Linked DNA regions of Zea mays: region 2 is linked to region 1. Evidence: chromatin contacts called from public Hi-C data. All regions are on one chromosome and are shown on one strand. The core of a region is the stretch at or near the end of the contact, and the rest is flanking DNA. Distances in the headings are between cores, read along the strand shown. Region 1 holds the start of LOC542371 (extensin). Region 2 holds the start of LOC103646485 (digalactosyldiacylglycerol synthase 1, chloroplastic).

Region 1 (3,157 bases), core at 390-2,889:
GGACGAACACACAGTAGAGACTATAAATTAAACGGCCGGGACGGCAGAAGACAGAGGCCGGGAGCACAGAGCTCTGCGTTATTCTCTCCTCGATCGTCTAGCGGGGACGGATGGATGGCAGCACACAAAGAGGGTAGTAGTAGGACTAGGGCGTAGGACTCGCCTCTCATCATCATCATCAGCAGGTCACCTTTGCCGGCTGGCTAGGACACAATTCTTCCATCGATCGAGACCACCTGTCCCAACACAAAAGAAAAGGAGAGCCTATGGTTAGTGCCAGACTATGCCAGGAGATCAGTATGATACTGACGATACATTTGACACAAGCATACTAAATGTATGTAGTGTGCATGCATATTGCATGCTCCATTCTTGTACCGTTGTACGTAGTATTAGTACGTACCTAAATGCTCCAGAGACTGACAGCAGTGTGGTATGGTAGGCATCGGTTTCTAGTAGTAAGGTGGCGGCGGGCTGGGGGTGTGAGACACCGGCGGCGTCGGAGTGTAGGTGGGCGGCTTGGTGGCCGGCGGCTTCGGTGTGGGAGTGTACGTCGGTGGGGTCGGCTTGGGCGTGGGAGGCTTGGTAGCCGGTGGCTTGGGGCTTGGAGTGTACGTCGGTGGGGTCGGCTTGGGTGTCGGAGGCTTGGGGGAAGGCGTGTACGTCGGCGGGGTCGGCTTAGGTGTCGGAGGCTTTGGGGAAGGGGTGTACGTCGGTGGGGTCGGCTTGGGCGTCGGGTGTGTGGGAGGCTTGGGGCTTGGAGTGTACGTCGGCGGGGTCGGCTTGGGCGTCGGAGGCTTGGGGGAAGGGGTGTACGTCGGCGGGGTCGGCTTGGGTGTCGGAGGCTTGGGAGAAGGGGTGTACGTCGGCGGGGTCGGCTTGGGCGTGGGAGGCTTGGTAGCCGGTGGCTTGGGGCTTGGAGTGTACGTAGGCGGGGTCGGCTTAGGTGTCGGAGGTTTGGGGGAAGGGGTGTACGTCGGTGGGGTCGGCTTGGGCGTCGGAGGCTTGGTAGCCGGTGGCTTGGGGCTTGGAGTGTACGTAGGCGGGGTCGGCTTAGGTGTCGGAGGCTTGGGAGAAGGGGTGTACGTCGGCGGGGTCGGCTTGGGCGTGGGAGGCTTGCTAGCCGGTGGCTTGGGGCTTGGAGTGTACGTCGGCGGGGTCGGCTTAGGTGTCGGAGGTTTGGGGGAAGGGGTGTACGTCGGAGGAGTGGGAGTGGGTTTGTGGGGCGTAGGGGCGGGAGTGTATGTGGGTGGCGTCGGCTTGGGGGGCGTCGGGGTGGGAGTGTACGTCGGCGGCGTGGGTTTGGGGCTCGGGGTGTACGTGGGCGGCGTCGGCTTGTGCTCCTTGGGCGGCTTCTCCGGCTTGGGCCCGTGCTCCTTGGGCGGCTTGTGCTCCTTTGGCGGCTTCTCCGGCTTGGGCCCCTTGGTGGGGGGCTTCTCCGGCTTCGGGGTCGGGGTGGCCGGCGTCGGCGTCGGGGTGTACCCGTACCCGGCGTCGGCCTGGATCTCCACGGCCAGGCTCACGGCCACCAGGGCCAGCAGCAGAGCAGCCCTGCCGCTGCCACCCATCATCCTCTCTCTCTCACACACTCTCAGTAACTGCAAGCTCTTCTGGTTGGCTCTAGCTGGCCAATGGCGCAGTGGTGGTCTGAGGAGAGACGCTCACCCTGCCACTGCTTATATACACGGAGGAAGGGGTGGGGTGGGGGCCTCGGATGCCCTCTGGGCTCTCGTGACGCCCTTCGACGGAGAGGAGGAGGAGAGAGAGAGGGCACTGCGGCGAGAGAGAGGCATTCAGGCAAGCCATGTGGGGGCAGCACGGGAGGCTTCCCCGATGGTCACTCGCTTCGCTTGCATTGGGGTTCACCGGCACCGCTCACTGGTCCAGCACGGGCCAGTCTGAACCTGCATGTTGACGAATGGAATGGATAGAGCCGGGCGGGCACTTGGTGGAGCAGGTGGATTTACATCGTTTGCATCTACAAGTAGTTCCCACAATACTCACGTTATTGTGTGCATTCACTCCGCCTTGCACTGAAGTAGCAGAGAGTGAGACCTGTACACAAGAAGAGCCGCCATGTGCTGCTCGCCGAGATCAAACGACGTGGATCGATCAAGCTGAACGGCAGATCAGATAACGATCCGCTGGGAAAGATAATACTACTACCTTCGCCTATGAATAAATTAGATTTATAGAGTTATTATGGCATGTACAACATCATTTAATATGAACTCTCTCGAGAGATCTACCTTCTCGGCTAGATTCGTCGTCTCTTTGACCGGATCGCCGTCTGGATCCGTCAATGTCGAGGCCTTTCTGGTCGGATCCATCGTTACCCCTTCTATTACGCCACAGGCGCGGCTAACATTACTGGTGCAGACGTGTGCGCTGCCGCCGGCCTCTGAATAAATTAGATTTATAAAGTTATCGATCAAGCTGAACGGCAGATCAGATAACTATCCGTTGGGAAAGATAATACTACTACCTTGCCTCTGAATAAATTAGATTTATAAAGTTATTAGGGCATGTACAACCTCATTTAATATAGAGTCTACCTTCCCAGCTAGATCCGTCGTCTATTTAACCGGATCGCCGTCTTGCCGGTTGGATCCGTCGATGTCGTGGCCTTCCTGGCCGGATCCATCATTACCCCTTCTATTCCATCGCGAGCGCGGCCACCATAACGGTGCAGACGCGTGCGCTGCCGCGGGGCTCCTCGACGTCCAGACGATCGAAGAAGCAAGAAGGTCACCCTGGTGCTAATTTTTATGTCGCCCAGCCGATCGTTGACGCTTGAACATCGACCCCTACCAAAGAATAGGCTACTGCTGCGTGTCTCCCGACCACGACCACCTCGACTTCGGCTATCTCGGCATCCAGGGGCTATCATTTCCTCGAAGTCCACACATCGGCAACATTCACACCCTCATCACGCTACGATTGCAGGGGTATCAACTCGTCGGCTTCTACCTTCGGCTTCTACTACAGTCTCATCGTGTGTGGTGCCCCCGTTGCGACTGCTGAAGGATGTTAGACTGTATGTGGAGGGGCGGGCACCACTGTTGGGCTACCGACCCATTAGGATTAGGGCTATGCAATATAATAAATCAATCGCTTCACAGTCCAACATTATCCTGTTAACTTTGAGATTCAGATT
Region 2 (3,157 bases), core at 466-2,965, 660 kb after region 1:
TGCGTTGAACAGTTACAAAACCAAATTATGTCCTCAAAGTACTGCAGGTATATCTAGTATAAGCTTGCAGTTTGCAAAAATGATATAATCTATGCAAATGGAATCTAGTTACGTCAGAATAAGGAAAAGGGAAAATGTATCCAAATTCAACCATTAGCTGTTCTATATCTGCAACACAAACAATATTTCCAGCTGTTATCCATTGTTTCCTATGGAATTACCTTGGATTCCTGATAGCCCTTGTTCAGTGATTTCTGCAAGAGAAGAAAAGGATTCATATTAGTCTGTAATACTTTCATCAACAGCAGACAACAACTCTAGCATAGTGTACTCAATAACTCGATAGCATCATTTATTGTTCAAGACCAAATTGCTGACAAAATTCACCAAATACTTGTATGCTAACAAAACAGTTGAACTATAAGATTTTGTACTCTGCTAATAAAGTGATCGCTAAGCTAAAGAGTACCCCATGATGATTTTTCAGTAACATTTTTTAAATATACTATCTGGATGGATGCTTATAGAAAACCTTACAATGCAGAAATAAATGCCTACACAAACAGTGTGCTAGAGCTAGACAGCTAGTACTGATAAATTATGAATAAACTGAAATGTGTAGTGTAACAACGTCAAGAGATTAGCACAGAAATCCCTAAGATTTTCTTGCTGTGGATGCCAATGTTTTGCTGCTGAAGCGCTGTTTGTCACTCCATTCCAATTTTCAAAATAAGTGATAGAACAAGCGCGAGTGCAGCATCCTATTAAACAAATAGCTACGGTTGAAACTTACCATGCCGAACCTAAATTTCTCCACAAACTCGCCACGGCCACGGAATCCAGCAAATATGCCGCTGGACAGGCTCCGGCGCTCGAACTCCTTGAGGCCGCTCTGTATCACCCGAACCACCTCCCACTCCTTCCTCCCCTCCTCGTCCTGGTCCCCCTTCCGCCGCGCGACCCTCCACCTACCGCCGCGGTCCCCTTCCGCCACAATGGCGTTGCGAATGGCGGTGATCCCCGAGAGGTCGATGCGGAGGCTGCTGGCGCCTGGGGCGGGGGCGGCCCCGGGCGGCCACCGGGCGTCGGGCGCCCGCGACGAGCAGTGCCTCCGGAGCTCCTGGATCTTGGGCTGGATCCGCCTGCGCACGAACTCGACCTCCGCGATGGGCGCCCCCGTCGCGACGGGCGGCAGCGGGGGCGCGGGCCCCGTGAGCGCCGACGCCGCGGACGCGAGGAGGTGCTCGAGCTCGCGGTCGGCGCGCGCGCGCACGGAGTCCGCGCGCGCGCGCATCAGGCGCAGGTCAGCGGACGCCGAGTCCCGCACCTCGCGCCACCCCTTGGAGATGAAGGCGAATGCGCCGCCTCCGTCGGCCGGCGGCGTCTCTTCCTTGCCCATCATTACTATTATCCGGTGGAGGGCGGGCTTGCCGCGCTTGCGCGAGCGCGAGGGCTGAGCTGGGTGTCAAATGCTTCGTTGGTTCTAGAAGCGCGTAGGAGGTGCGAGTCGCGCGTGGGAAAGTTGAGGCGCGAGATGGTTCGGACTTCGGCGGGGAAGAAAGACGAGGAAGGCGACGGCGGTGTCCGGTGGGGCCCGGACGGGGCGACGCGCTGCTCGTGGCTCGTGTGATTCCGGCGGGCGAGGCCCGGTGTCAGGGAGGGAGGGAGGGTGGTGACAATAGGAATCGTGGGTCCGGGGGAGATCTTGATATGTGGTGGAGCGGTGACTTCACTTGGCATTGGCAGTGTTTGGTCGACGTGGACCCCCGGATTCGGAGCGAATATGCGCGTGGGTGCCGAGCCGCGGTTTGCGGGCTTGCGCTTGCCTGTTGTCTTTCGTCGCTTGGCATTTTTCCGTATATAGTTTTCTTTTCTTTTTGAGAATATAAAGGTGATCACATTTTTTTTCTTCGTTTCTGTATGTATTTATTATAATGAAGATTTTCATATTTGTATAATTTTCTGAACTGCATTATTCTTTTCTCGTGGGTCATGGACATGTTTCTCTGTCTGGGCGTCTGATAAGTCACGCAAACAACTAGTGCAAGCGTCTTCCTACTGTTTATATGAAGAAAACAACAAATCGTATGCGACGGGAAGCATGCACTGAACGAACATAACTGACTGGACTGGAGAAGAAAACGCGGTGGCTGGCAAACAAAGAGTCGCGGCCCAGACCACGGTTTCGGTGGCGAGCCCATCTTGTGCTGCTTCCCGCTAGGCTGCTGGTGAGGTTGGCCTGCTTGGCCCGTGTGTTGTTGCTGAATGCAGCGCTATAAACAATGGGCCTCATTTCTGGCTCGTAACCGAACAGAGCACAATTGGCTGGGCTTCTAAGCCGCTTTCTCTGTACCGGAGCGGCAAAAGCGCGCACACACAATAAAGGTCTTTCTCCCACTCTATGCACCTAGAGTTGGCGAGGTAAGCCGTGCGAACTGGCTCACTCTTTTCACGAGCCAAAATAAGAATAGCTCGACTCGCTATGGCTTGATCAAGTAAATCAGGTCTTTCCTCTGACGAGCCTGAAAAATCAGCTCAGTTTGACTCGCTTCTGCTTCACGAGCCAGCTCATCGAGCCAACGAGGCTAACCATAAATATGAACTTACTCTCTAAATTATACTAGTCGGTTGCCCGTGCGTTACGACGACCTATAACAATACTCACGTAAACTATTCAAAAAAAAGATCTCAAAATTTTTTATTGATTGTCTTCGCTCTCTGTATAATATTTTTTGATTTAGCTAACTGATGTTATTGTTTACTCCATGCAATATATCTTGGTACAACACGATCAATAAAGTGAGCGATTAGAAAAGAGTTCACAACGACTGACTGAACGAACAGAGATTATAAAACGGTATAATTCCACCATACAGAGACCAAATAAGAAAAAGTTTGTGAGCTCAAGTTTCTAAAATAAGTCACATGAAGTCAAACTGATAAAAAGATAGATCAAAATGTGGAGTGATTGCTAAAGTCAGGCATAAATAAAAACTGGATGCGCTCCATATAAATTATGCTACTTCGTAGCAATTACTAACGTTTTAAACCAACAAATAACCTTTCATTTTACTGTTAGTGTGACAAATCATTGTTGCTCCATCCAATTCAGCAACCTCAAACACCATGTAGTCCATTGTGCCAATATGATTTCAGA

The links. Hi-C and Micro-C count contacts between places; a contact is called where the count stands out from the background.
Region 2: a contact with region 1 is called in a Hi-C map of endosperm, with 3 times the contacts expected there. The contact joins the promoter of LOC103646485 here to the promoter of LOC542371 in region 1. A contact is called at or near these places in 5 of 25 Hi-C or Micro-C datasets (bundle sheath, ear, endosperm and 2 more).

The regions. Positions count from the first base shown.
Region 1 is chr2:56,708,446-56,711,602 of Zm-B73-REFERENCE-NAM-5.0, forward strand. It overlaps LOC542371 (extensin), which reads right to left and starts at 1,640. Exons shown (of 2, transcript NM_001111947.2): 1 at 404-1,640; 2 at 1-236. The coding sequence starts at 1,571. The coding sequence ends at 453.
Region 2 is chr2:57,368,213-57,371,369 of Zm-B73-REFERENCE-NAM-5.0, forward strand. It overlaps LOC103646485 (digalactosyldiacylglycerol synthase 1, chloroplastic), which reads right to left and starts at 1,716. Exons shown (of 7, transcript XM_008671211.1): 1 at 794-1,716; 2 at 222-254. The coding sequence starts at 1,402.